Linked DNA regions of Zea mays: all the other regions are linked to region 2. Evidence: chromatin contacts called from public Hi-C data. All regions are on one chromosome and are shown on one strand. The core of a region is the stretch at or near the end of the contact, and the rest is flanking DNA. Distances in the headings are between cores, read along the strand shown.

Region 1 (4,217 bases), core at 204-2,703, 770 kb after region 2:
AATTATCCTTTTCGCTGGGTGATATTGTGTACAGTAGAGCTTGTATCTACCCAAGACACTATCCAGTGCATAGCTGAAGTTGACGCTCTCAAAGTTTATTTCACAATCAAATATTGACACATTTTTTTTGTTCTTAAAGGGCTCTTCACCTGAGATTTGAAAAAGGGATGGTGGGGCTTTCTTTCTGTGATTTTGCCGGCACACGGGAGGAGAAGGCAATGATGGCGGCTTATAGGCAGAAAGAATGGCCAAGGCGCTTCAAGGTGACGCGGACTGGACTAGATACATCTGTTACATTGGACTGAGAAAGAATCCCTAGGAGAAATGAAGCACCGACACTAACTATACGCGCTAGTTCGGGAACCCCGTTTTCTCACGAGATTTTTATTTTTCCAAGAAAAATTAGTTCATTTTTTTTAGGAAAATATAAATCTCTTAAGAAAATGTAGTTCCGAAACTAGCCCTACAAGTCTAACGATTTTCTCTTTTTTGTATCTGCCACGCAGAATGGATCCCATCTATGGCCACTGGCGCTGCAGAAGAGAAAAGAAGGGCGGTGCCCTCTTGAGCCCGGTGAGATCGCTGTGATCCTGCGGGCACTGGGGTACACGAGCGGCACACAGATATACGTCGCGTCCGGGCAAGTGTACGGCGGCAAGAACCGGATGGCTCCCCTCAGGAACATGTTCCCCAACCTGGTAGGCAGGCTCAAATCCACTTCAGATTGTGTCAAGCTGAAGCCAGTGATAACTGATAAGCCACTGCCGTGCATTGTGCATCGCTGCAGGTGACGAAGGAGGAGCTAGCGAGCGCGGAGGAGCTGGCGCCGTTCCGGCGGCACGTGACGAGCCTGGCGGCGCTGGACTTCCTGGTGTGCCTGCGGTCGGACGCGTTCGTGATGACGCACGGCGGCAACTTCGCCAAACTCATCATCGGGGCGCGCCGCTACGCGGGGCACCGCCTCAAGTCGGTGAAGCCCGACAAGGGCCTCATGTCCAAGTCCCTGGGCGACCCCGACATGGGCTGGGCCTCCTTCACGGAGGACGTCGTCGTCACGCACCGCACGAGGACGGGCCTCCCCGAGCCCACCTTCCCCGGCTACGATCTCTGGGAGAACCCGCTGACACCCTGCATGTGCAGGGCATGAGACGGGCCATCCCTCAGATCAGAGTGGCCGTCTGGCCGAGTCCTCGTCTTCGCTAGGCTACGACTACGAGTAGTCTCGTGCTCACTTCCATCAGCGCGCATTTCAGCGAGCATATGCTTCTACTAGTTAAACACCTAGATTTGTATGTATTTGGCTGGCCTAATCTGTAGTTTCACATAGATCACTTCATGCTGAAAATGTCTTGGACAAGGCAGTGAATGAAGATAACATCAGTAACGACCTGCTTTTCCAAAGCTCCTCTTGGATTTACCAAGCTGAGCCAAGAAATGGCTAACCTGAGTTTTGACTTGCAGCCTTGCAGGCATGACGTGGGCGACCTGAACTCGCTAGTCGTAGAGTTTCTTTCCACGCGGCAGCTCGGCAGAGCTACGCAGCCTCTCTGCCCGCCACGTTCTCCTGCAAGGCTGCAACTCGAAGCACTGAGAAGCTATTAATTAATGGATTCTCGAGCATGCGGCCTTGTTCGCTAAACCTCGCGCACAGAAACACAAGCGAGTACCAGAGCAGCTAGGAGTGGTCAGCAATGGCGCAGCTTAAAGCAGCCGCCGACGAGCAGCAGGAGGCGGCGCTGCACGGCGTCGCCTCCGGCGGCGGGAACGAGAGCAACAAGAAGGCGCGCGCGGGGCTCTGCGGCCTGCTCCGCGAGCGCAAGGTGGTGGACCTGGCGCGGGCCAAGCGGCGGCTGGTGGAGGTTCCCTACACCGCGACGCTGGCGCACACGGCCAACGCGCTCCTGGCAGCGCGCGTCTCTGCCGTGGCCGTGGCTGCGCCACCGGGCCACTGGATCGGCGCCGGCGGCTCCATGATCCTCGAGTCCGACCCGGCCACCGGCGCCGTCCGCAAGCACTACATCGGCATGGTGAACATGCTCGACATCCTTGCCCACATCGCCGAGGCCAGCGACGACGACGAGGCGGCCGACCTCGACCGCCGGATGGCCGTGCCGGTGTCCTCCGTCATCGGACACTCCCTCGAGGGCCTCACTCTGTGGACGCTCCACCCGAGCACCAGGTACGCCGGCCGATCTCCAGCTCACACTCGTATTTTTCTTCTTCTTCCTCGCATTGTACGCAATCTGCGCGTGTGCGACATGTTCGTTGCGTTGCGCCAGCGTGCTGGACTGCATGGAGACGTTCAGCAAGGGTGTGCACCGCGCGCTGGTGCCGCTGGAGAGCTCGGCGGACAACGTGGTGGCGCTGGAGCTGGTGGAGTCGGCGCCGGGGTACCGGATGCTCACCCAGATGGACGTGGTGAGGTTCCTCAGGGCGCACGGCGCGGAGCTCAGGGGCGTGCTGTTGCGCACCGTGCGCGAGCTCGGCGCCGTGAACGACACCGTGTTCGCCGTCTCTGGCGTTACCAAGGTGATCGACGTCATCAAGGCGATGCGGGCGGCGTCGCTGACCGCCGTGCCCGTCGTGGACGCCGTCGGTAGCGGTACAGAGACCCTTCAATACGTGAGCACTGCACGCGCCTCCGATCCGAACACGCCATCTCCTGCCGGATTTCCTCCTGTCTGAAATTCCTGTCGTGCTGCTGCAGGGGAGCGGGCAAAGGGCGGTCGAGACGTTCTCGGCGACGGACCTGCGGGACTGCCCGGTGGCGCGGCTGCAGGCTTGGCTGGGGATCAGCGTGATGGAGTTCAAGAGGAAGGTGGCTGAGTACCGCGCCAGCACCAGGCTTGTGGTCCCCGGCGCCGACGCCACGGACACTGGCACCCCTGTCGCCGGGTACGCCGACACCCCCGCGGCTGCCGCCGCCACTGACGAAGAGCAGAGCGAGCAGCAGGAGTCGGCGCTGGTGACGTGCTCCCAGGAGAGCACCCTCGGCGAGGCGATCGAGGCGGCGACATCGAGGCACGTGCACCGGCTGTGGGTGGTCGACGAGGAAGGGCTCTTGCGTGGGGTCGTGTCGCTCACCGACATCCTCCGGGCAGTGCGGGAGGCCGCGCTCGGCGAGGACCTGGAGCTGCACAGCATCGTGCCGTGAGCCCGTGGGCCGTGAGTCGTGACGTCCAAGAACAAGCTCGTAGCTGTTTCTGCCCATAGTGTCCGTCCACCTGTCGTGCTCCTGCAGAGGAGGGGGAAAAGGGCGATCGAGACGTGTTGGCGACGGCCGACCGGCGACCGCCGCCGAGCTCGTTTTGCCTTGTTGCTTTGTTTGTTATATGGCCCTGGCTCCGATCCGGGCTTCGTATTTCGTTGACAGGCCTTCATCGTGACGCCTTATTTTGCATCGTTTTATTGATCAACCAAAAATACGGCTCGTTTGAGTTCGAGCTAGAGCTTTAACGAGCTTGCTCGACTCTGACTCTCTTAAGCTAAAGAGTTACAAATTTAGCTCGTTTACAGAGTTAGCTTGTCTATGAGCTGGCTCGCTGGAGCAGAAAGTAATAATAATTAATTTCTAGTTAATTTTAAATTAATTTAACAATAGAAAATAAGCCGGAGTAGAAAAGTAATAATAATTAATTTCTAGTTAATTTTAAATTAATTTAACAATAGAAAATAGTAATTATACTCATAGTTTTACTGACCATAACATCAAATTAACACAACTTATCACTCATTCATTTACAATTATCACTCATCTATTTACAATTTACATAAATGTTCATCCGTATAATCTAGTTATATTTATATAGATCAATTTAATATATAAATACAGTCTATTAGTCATTATTTTAATTTATAGGTCATAGATATAACATGTAATATCAATTGTATAGTTTCGTTTTTAATATGATAGTAGCTCGTTTATCTATGTTTATTAATTGTTACGTACTATGTTTATTAATGGTTACGTAAATGATATATATAGTTTTGGATTTCTGAAATGTGATAGTAGCTTGTTTACCTCGCTCGTTTATCTCGTGAGCTGACTCATTAACGTGAGCTGACTCATTAACGAATCAACTAGCTTATTGACGAACCAAGCTACGAACGGAGCTAAAATGTAAAATGATTTCCTGAAATGTGATAGTTCGTTTACCTAAAATGTGATAGTTCATTTATGTCGCGAGAGCTAGCTCGTCAAATAATCGAGATAGGAG
Region 2 (4,532 bases), core at 1,187-3,686:
ACCTCTGAGATGATTGTTAGACAAGTCTAGTACTTGCAGATTTGTTAAGTTGCAGAGTTCCAGTGGTATTTTTCCCGATAAGTTGTTCGAGCTGAAATTGAGTACAGCGAGCGACTTCAACTGACCAATTTCTTGGGGAATCGCACCAGTTAAGTTATTGTAACCAAGTTTCAGCAGTTTTGGAAGAGCACTGGTTATCCGGTACTGGAGCGATGGGTTTTTATAAACAGGTAGCTCAAATACCCTTGGATCCAAATGGGTTGCAGTCTTTTCTGTCGTTAGCATTGGCATCTCCATTAAGGCTGTTGGTATTTCCCCTGTAAGCTTGTTACTTGATATGTCTAGATGGAATAGTGACTCTAAGCTTTTGATCCAGGCAGGTATTGTCCCACTGAGTTGATTCGTGTGCAAAAGCAGCACCTGCAAATTTTTGAGCTTCGATAACCAAAGAGGTATTTTCCCAGACAACGAGCAGTTAGACATGGAAAGAACCTGAAGATTCTGAAACCCGTCAATTGTCTCATCTTCTGGCATGTCCTCACCCTTGAAGTTGCTTCCAATAAGTAGGGAGGTGAGATTCCTACAGTTCTTGAGTATCTGAAGCGTATTTGTGATATTTGTAAAACTGTTGGAAACTAGTGACAGGAAAACAAGATGCTTCAAATTGGCTATTGCTGGGGAAAGCTGTCCATGCAAGTTGTTGTTAGAGAGCCGCAACGCATTCAGCTTGCTGCACGAGTAGATGCTTTCAGGAACCGTGCCGGAGAAGCTGTTGTACAGAAGATCCAATGTTTTCAGATTGGGCAGGCTGAAGAAGTCGACCTTCTGAAGCTCTCCGCCGAAGTTGTTGACCTTGAGGTCAATCGTTATGAGATTTGTGCAGTTGCTTAGAGTTGATGGCAGCTCCCCAGACATGTCGTTGTTGTTCAGATGCAGTTCCTCTAACCTCTCGAGCTGGCCTATGGAATCTGGGATGTTTCCGCTTAGCCTGTTGCCTCCAAGATCAAGGTGGGCCAGATTTCTGAGCTTCATGATGTGTTCGCTATCAAGCATTCCGTGCAAACCATTGCCGGGAAAAGAGAGGTACTCTAGTGACGTAGCATTGAAGAGTTCATCGGGGAGTGACCCACTGAGGGCATTGTGGCCAGCCTTGAGCACTCTGAGCATGGAGCAGTTACCAAGCCCAGGAGGAACGAGGCCACTGAGTTGGTTATAGCAGACTTCAATCACAGCCAAGGCCGGTGAGCTACTGCAGATATGGCTTGGTATCTGTCCGGTAAAGCTGTTGTTGCTGGCATTGAGTGCAACCAGACTGGTCATCGCCTCCCATGTGGTCGATGGAAACGGTCCTGTAAACAAGTTAGTCGAGATGTTGAGTACTTGCAGAGGACGGGGAGGGGTTGACGAAGGTAGCTCGCGCAGGCCTCCGTTGAGACGGTTGAAGCTGACATCGAGGACAAGGATGCTGTTTGACGACGTCAGCTCCGCCGGCAGGCCACCGGACAGCAGGTTGTGGGACAGGTTGAGGCGCAGCAGCGCGGTGAGCTCACCCAGGGACGCCGAGATTTGCCCCTCAAGGCCCCTTGAAGCAAGGGAGACATCGGTGACTGCCCCGTCTGCGCCGCAACCGACCCCTTCCCACGCGCAGCAGCCCGTGCCATTCCGCCACGACGAGGCGAGACCGCCGTCCCGCGAGAGTCCAGCGAGGAACTGGAGGAGGGCGCTCCTCTCCTGCTCCGAGCACGAGCTCGTAGGCGGGAGGAAGGCGGATAGCAAGAGCGCGAGCGCGAGGCCTAGGAGAGGTTTGAGAAACCCATCGTTGTTGTGCTTGTCGTTGTCATGTGAGGGATGCACCCGTTGCTGCTGCTGCATGGCTTCCTGATGAATGAAACTAGCATCAAAGCAGATGCTTGGATCTGATGCTGACTGGACGACGATGCCCAATGAAACTAGCAGAAGAGCGCGTGGAGGAAGAAGAGACAACAGGCAGCCCCCAGTTTATCTGTTGCTTGCAGTTGCAGCCGTACGTAGGAAATGGAAATGAAAATTGGGTCAACTTACTGCATGGCTGCTGTGGGCACACATCCACACCCTTTTCTTTTCCCGGCGCATTTGCCACAGCTGGTTAGCAGCTTCTCGGCTGATTCACACGGCCAGATTCAGAGCTCCACGTTTTTGGATGAGCCAACCTGGTATGATAGTTTTATGTAAAAAGTCCAAACCTTCTGCGCGAACCCAAAAGGAAAAAAAAGGGGGCTGCTTTCGTCTCCACCCACCCATTGGTTACTGTGACTACTGAGTCGTTGCAGGATATGCATAATTTCAGATGGCGATTCGATCTCATACTTTAATCATGATTTAATTTAATATACACTAGTGTTATTGTTTCCATGCATTATCTCAGTCTCTACTAATTGCAGGCTTGCAGCTACTCTGTTGTGGCCGATTTGGGTCCCCAAGCAGCAATGCAGCAGCACGATAGACTTGTCTACTTGTCGTTCCATCTTCATCAGCTGTTCTGTTGACCAAGATGTGGCGCTCACGTCTGCACGAACCGGATCCAATTCTTTTGCCCTCGGTCTCCCTCCTGCTTTAGTTGACCTCAGATGTCGGCTGCCACTTTGCAGTGTACTGTAACCTGTATATCTACCTATTGTATTTCAAAAAGGAATACCGCAGATCGAAGCCATGTATTTCAAAAGTTTCTTTTGTGGCATGTATTTCAAAAGTTTATAACTTGCATATGTGAACTCCAGATTGCATATGTTAATAATTTCAGTTGTTACCGGACATGTATTTCAAAAGTTTATCTTTGCCATGCTTGCTTGAACCAAGAATACATGTATGTATGTATATATGCATGCGTATGTGAACTCCAGATTGCAGCACGAAGAAAGCGTCTGGTGTGGGGGTCCGCACCACTCGCCGACACGCGTATCGCGTACGGCCAGGCCTGCTACGTATGAAATAGTTCGTAAAAAAACATTTCCAGGTTCTGGTTCAGATTCCGCAGGAAGACGCTCATGAGCAGCTCTACACAAGGGAGGAAACAGAAGAAAAATGGAAAAAAAAGAGGAGAATATTAAAAAAAACAGTTTCAGTAGCACGGCTGTTAGGTCCTTAACCTAACACAGACTATTACTGAACACAACTAGCAAACGTGATAGTTTCAAAAAGAATGAGCAAAGCCTGCATGCTTGGTTATTAACATGCATGAAACGAACCAAGGATGGATGAGATGAAATGAAACGCGTGCATGCAGACACAAACTTGCCTGCGTGAACAAGAACAGCAGACTTGGTTAAACTCTAGAACAATTCCATGAAACACGTCGATGACCAAGTCACCTTCACCAATATGGATGCAAACTCAAGCTTTACCTGTTGGCAGGTCCATCCATGACTGGTCGTTTTGAAGCTACACCAATGTTCCGGATTGTCATCACTGCTATAAGAATGCCCTGAGTCGTCAACCTTCAACTTCACATCCATCCAAGTATCATGTACTGCAGCAACAACACATCTCCTCAAGGCACGCGGCTCACTAATGGTGCCCTTAAAGATCTGGATTTCTTCACATAACCCACTGGTAAAACAGCCCGCACGCAAACTGAAGCTGCCCTCTACTTCAGATACGTGAAGTTGTATCGTCGCCTCAACTGCAAAGTCAAGGCGTGATACCGTTATGTCAACCGCTCCACAATCGCCGTGGATCCGTTTTGTGAATGCATAAGTACTCCTAGGCATGCTCATCTCGTCTAGTACGATTGCTACACCATCAATCAGCTGTGGGTCGTCTTTCTCTTCTCCGCCCCTCTTAATCCTCATGTCAAATTCAAGCATAATTTCGCCACACAACTCAATGCCTCGCTTAGGGCCAGTCATTTCTATGAGGGAACCCTACAAGTGTATTATATACTATATATTCAGTAGCTCTTCTGGTAAGAAACAATGTAAGAAAATAATCACAAGATAAATACATATATGGCAGACAAACAACTTAGGAACTCATAGGCGGTACCCTCCACATCCTAAATTATAAGTCGTTTTAACTTTTTTTTGGAGAGTCAAATCATCTTAAGTTTGACCAAATTTGTATATTAAAATAATTATATTTATGATACCAATAAGTATCATTCAATTCTTCATCATTTATATTCTCATGATAGTTTAAATATTTGTTGTAACAGATTTTTGTAATTCCAATCAAACTTTAGATGCTTTGACTCCCCAAGAAAGTTGAAATGACTTATAATTTGGGATAGAGGGAGTACTTGTTCGTCGAATAATAAAGACATAGTTCATACAACAATAATATTCAACCTTTCCTAGGCTCCTAGCTTGATGGTGTAAGAAATTATTAAGTGGTTGAAGTATGTCATCAAAATTATGTATGATCCAATCCCATCTGTTCTACTTCTATACATGCATGCATGTGATAAGTTTGGCCTGTACTACAAAATCAATAATACTGAATTTGAAATCACTATACAGAAGCATGAGGTGTGCACCTGCTCGATGGTGATAGGATCA
Region 3 (4,367 bases), core at 303-2,802, 710 kb after region 2:
CCGGACTGGCCTGTTCTGACTCAATTCCCAGCACTAGGCCGAGCCACGCGCACAAGGTGTTCCTGTTTTCCACGCGTAAAGCGCGGCACATGCAATTGTTGGCCCATGGTGCACGTAACGTACGCGGCAGTGCAGCGTCACGCGCGCCCGGCACGGCAGGGCAGGGCAGGGCAGAAGCCCGTAGGAATTTTTCTCCCACTCCCATGTCCCATGCAGAGGCATGGCAGGTGTAGACTGCAGAAAGTAACCAGCCCACTTTCCAGTAGAGATGCCCAAACGGGCGGCCCGGCCCGACACGGCACGGGCCCGTCAGACCCGACGGTTAATCGGGCCGTGCCCGACCGGCCCGCGTGCCGCAGCCGCGGCCCAGACACGGCACGACGGCCTGGTGGTCGTGCCGGGCCGGCCCGTTTAACTGGTCACGTTCTCCCATTAATTCAAGGAAATAGCAAAAAAAACTATATTTTTGTGAGGTTTTGAACCCGCGACCTCACTCTACGAGGTTGAAACACTTAACCGAAGGACACTAACCAATATAACTCAAGTGCGTTTGTTGTAAATAGCTAATATAAAATGTAAATATATATATATACTATGTTTTATAAAATAAAAAATATATAATCGTGCCGGGCCGGGCCGAGACAGCGGCCCAAGCACGACACGGTTCTTGTACCGGGCCGGGCCCGGCACTATTAAACGGGTCGTGCTTCGGGCCGGCCCATTAGACACGGCCCATTTGGCCATCTATACTTTCCAGTCCCATGCTGGCTGGCGGCTGGCCCGGCCGGCAGTTTCCTCTCCTGGTTTGGCCGCTTTGTCATGGTCCAGCTCCAGCGGCAAGTGCGTCCCTCTATGTAGGCCTGGGCATTCGGTTCTTCGGTTCGGTTCGGTTCGGTTCCTCGGTTCTCGTAGAAATTCGGTTCTTCAAAAACTAGAACCGAAATAGCAAGATAAAGAAATCAGAACCGACTAGTTCGGTTCTCGGTTCTTCGGTTCGGTTCCTCGGTTCTAACTGAACTGTAACAGCCACTCTAAAATTATGATTAACGACAACTTTTGTGAGAAATTTCAGCAACATCTCCCCACAAACAACGACAAGTGCACAATAACTATAATTTCATAGATAATACATGGATGATTAGAGGTTCAACATAAGTCGATAACACAACATCCGAAGTTACAAACACATGTAACAAATTGAATCTAATACTTTTGGGTTTTTCGGTTCTTTCGGTTCTTTCGGTTCTTTGGAGTGCAGAACCGAAAATATCTCATTTATTTCGGTTCTCAAAAAACCAGAACCGAAATTCATAACAGTTCCTTCGGTTCGGTTAGTTCGGTTCCGGTTCTCGGTTATTTCGGTTCGGTTCCTCGGTTCCGGTTCTTTTTGCCGAGGCCTACCTCTATGGTCACCACACGAGGAGCTTCACCTCCGCGGGGCTTGGAACTGCAGACCGATGCATGCACCGCGCACAGACGACTCGGAGCGCCAACCAATCGTCCAATGCAAGTTGGTAGACTATTGTCTGATCCGCACCGTTGGCTGCGTCACATTCTCTACGCCTCGTGCTCCTTCCCTTCTACCGTTCGGCTGCGTACCCGCGTCTCCCCAGATCCGCTGCCCCGCCCTCTCGACGCGGCAATTCCTCGAACGCCCCGCGCGAGCCACGCCCTCGCCGCCCATGGGCTCGCTCCCGGCGCCGGCCTCGGCGGAATTCGCCCCGCGGCCGCGGGGGCGCGCCACGGTGGTGGCGTCGGACCTGGCGCCGCTCTTCTCCGCGCAGCGCCGGCACCTGGACCACTTCTTCGACCGCCTCGACATGGCGCAGGCGGCGGCGTTCGCGCAGGCGCTGCTCGACGCGCCGGGCGCCGTCTTCTTCACGGGCGTCGGCAAGTCGGGCATCGTGGCGCGCAAGACCGCGCAGACGCTGGCGTCGCTGGGCCTCGCGCGGGCCGGCTTCCTCGCCCCCGTCGACGCGCTCCACGGCGACATCGGCGCGCTCTTCCCCGGGGACGTCCTCGTGATCCTCTCCAAGTCCGGGGCCTCCGACGAGCTGCTCGCGCTCGCGCCCTGCGCGCGCGCCAAGGGCGCCTACCTCGTCTCGCTCACCTCCGCGGCCTCGGGGGATGACTGCCCGCTCGCCGCGGCCTGCGACCTCAACGTCCACCTGCCGCTGCAGGGGGAGGTGTGCCCCTTTGGCCTCGCGCCCGTCACCTCCACCGCCATCCAGATGGTGTTTGGGGACACCGTCATCGCCGCCATCATGGAGGCAAGGCGACTCTCCAGGGACCAGTACGCTTCCAACCATCCCGCTGGCAAGATCGGCAAGACCCTCATCTTCAAGGTAATCAAATCAACCACCTCTAACCCTAACATAAACAGGTTGCCGGCATTATTACAGTTACTTTTTTTAGAAACGTTCAATTACCTTGTGCCGACACACAGTGTGGGACATCGGATCGGATCCCAGAGAGAACCAGATGCTTTATCACTGCTAGGATTCCTTCACCGATGCATGTCGGTGGCAGGGGGGTCGGTTCAGAATTGGCTCTGGTTAAATGCTCAATACGATTCGATAGTGTTGTTGCTATCCAACCGACATTTTGTTTCAATTTGTGACTACGTATCGTGGTCTTTTTCATATGGAGGGGATCTTATTACTTGTCGTTTTCGCAGTCTTTTCATCGCTACAAGAAGAATACAACAAGCTACCAAAGCAAAGAAGAAAAATACAACAAAGTGCCTCATCATTTGTGTGCATTTTTTGTTTAATCGTGGCCACTGTCTTCAGATGCCATAGCAGAGGATGATAAGTTGGGTGTGCATAACTTGTCATATTTGAATGAACGCGTTGTTTCTGTTCATCTGCAATGTATTTACTGACTTCTAAAACAAGAGTAGATCTTGTCTCTTCAACCATCTGATTTCTGCGGGGCTCTTGTTAAATCGGCATGTGCAATATCTTGTGCTGCCACCCAGTGGGAGACATAGGATGCCAGATGCTTGTTACTACTAGGATTCATTTACTGTTTGCGTGTCGTCACTGGGAGTGGTCCAATAAATAGCCCTGGTGAAATGCGCTTTAGGATTGGATAATTTTGTCACTATCCATCCAACATTTTTTTTTGTTTATTGTTATCTGCAATGGTCCTTTTTATATACACATGCCAAGAAAAACAAAACAAAAAAGCACCTACTCATTTGTGTGCATTATCGATTGTCTAATTGTGGTAGTTATTAACAAGCTATGTAGCTCTGGGTGATGTGTAAGGCCAGCTGTTCATGACATGATATATTTGAATGGGATCCTTGTTCTCGTGCAAAGTAGTTACTGAAAACTGAAACAAGTTCAGATCTTGTCTTCCCAGTTATCTGATTTCTGTGGGTGTTGTTATTGATCCAGCATCAGCCTGTGTGTTATTTTCTTGTTTCTATAGGTGAGGTGTGTCTTTTAGACTTTTTGTTCTTACACAAACACCCTGCAGGTTAAGGATGTTATGAAGAAACAGAATGAGCTTCCTCTGTGCAAGGAGGGAGATATGATAATGGACCAACTCACCGAGCTCACCAGTAAAGGTTGTGGTTGTCTGCTTGTGGTTGATGAAGAGCATCATTTGATTGGGACCTTCACTGATGGTGATCTCCGGCGGACACTGAAGGCAAGCGGGCCAGCTATCTTCAGTCTCACAGTTGGAGAGATGTGCAACAGGTTTGTCAACATTAACTTGCTATAAATTACCTAGCATGTATGAATTCCTTCTCTCATAAGCACAGTGGTACTTGTAGGATACTGATATTTTTTTCAGTGCATCTGGAATTTGGAAATGGCAAAGTAGAAGCAGTACTTTTTTTTTGTCCTTTTCATCTTTTGTTTTCATCCTAGTTCTGAAGTATTGTTGTTTCATAAACCATAAGTTCATGTGTATTAACCTTTACAGATTGCAGTAGTAGCTGTACTATGAAAAACACAAGTCTCTCTCTCTATCCCTCAAATAGCCGAGTTGCCTATATCCTCGATACATCATGCTAATAAATGAAATTCAATATGATATGCTAAATGTTTATTATGCATTATAAGCTCCAGGGTTCATTGTTTTTTTGCAGAACGGTATATGTATATAGCTACATTGTGTTTTATTGAGAATAAACATTTGTTTTGTCAGCAGCAATAACTTCAATATACAATACTGACAAACAGTTTTGACCGAGAATAAGCAGTTTTCTTACCATGTCCGTTTTGTTTTCTCAAGAGTTGGTTTTCATTGCTCTGTTCTGTTCATTTCTCATATGAAATTTGTTTGCGTGTACAAGCTTTGGTGTAAGATACACTATCAAAGAAAGAAAAATTATGTCTCGTTATTGAACT

Evidence for each region. Hi-C and Micro-C count contacts between places; a contact is called where the count stands out from the background.
Region 1: a Hi-C map of ear shows a contact between it and region 2, with 3 times the contacts expected there. The contact joins the promoter of LOC103626636 here to the promoter of LOC103626634 in region 2. A contact is called at or near these places in 2 of 25 Hi-C or Micro-C datasets (ear and tassel).
Region 3: a contact with region 2 is called in a Hi-C map of ear, with 2.7 times the contacts expected there. The contact joins the promoter of LOC100277365 here to the promoter of LOC103626634 in region 2. A contact is called at or near these places in 3 of 25 Hi-C or Micro-C datasets (ear, leaf mesophyll and tassel).

Annotation. Positions count from the first base shown.
Region 1 is chr5:83,795,819-83,800,035 of Zm-B73-REFERENCE-NAM-5.0, forward strand. LOC103626636 (SNF1-related protein kinase regulatory subunit gamma-like PV42a) reads left to right here and starts at 1,454. Exons shown (of 3, transcript XM_008647039.4): 1 at 1,454-2,179; 2 at 2,280-2,622; 3 at 2,708-3,430. The coding sequence starts at 1,692. The coding sequence ends at 3,154. It overlaps LOC100285167, which reads left to right. Exons shown (of 11, transcript NM_001367335.1): 9 at 140-263; 10 at 507-698; 11 at 788-1,401. The coding sequence ends at 1,147.
Region 2 is chr5:83,021,596-83,026,127 of Zm-B73-REFERENCE-NAM-5.0, forward strand. LOC103626634 (tyrosine-sulfated glycopeptide receptor 1) reads right to left here and starts at 2,437. Exons shown (of 1, transcript XM_008647037.3): 1 at 1-2,437. The coding sequence starts at 1,872. LOC109939935 (a long non-coding RNA gene) reads left to right here. Exons shown (of 2, transcript XR_002262314.3): 2 at 2,421-2,814.
Region 3 is chr5:83,730,875-83,735,241 of Zm-B73-REFERENCE-NAM-5.0, forward strand. It overlaps LOC100277365, which reads left to right and starts at 1,553. Exons shown (of 3, transcript NM_001150949.1): 1 at 1,553-2,345; 2 at 3,487-3,710. The coding sequence starts at 1,683. LOC109939724 reads right to left here and starts at 222. Exons shown (of 3, transcript XM_020538038.1): 1 at 120-222. The coding sequence starts at 222.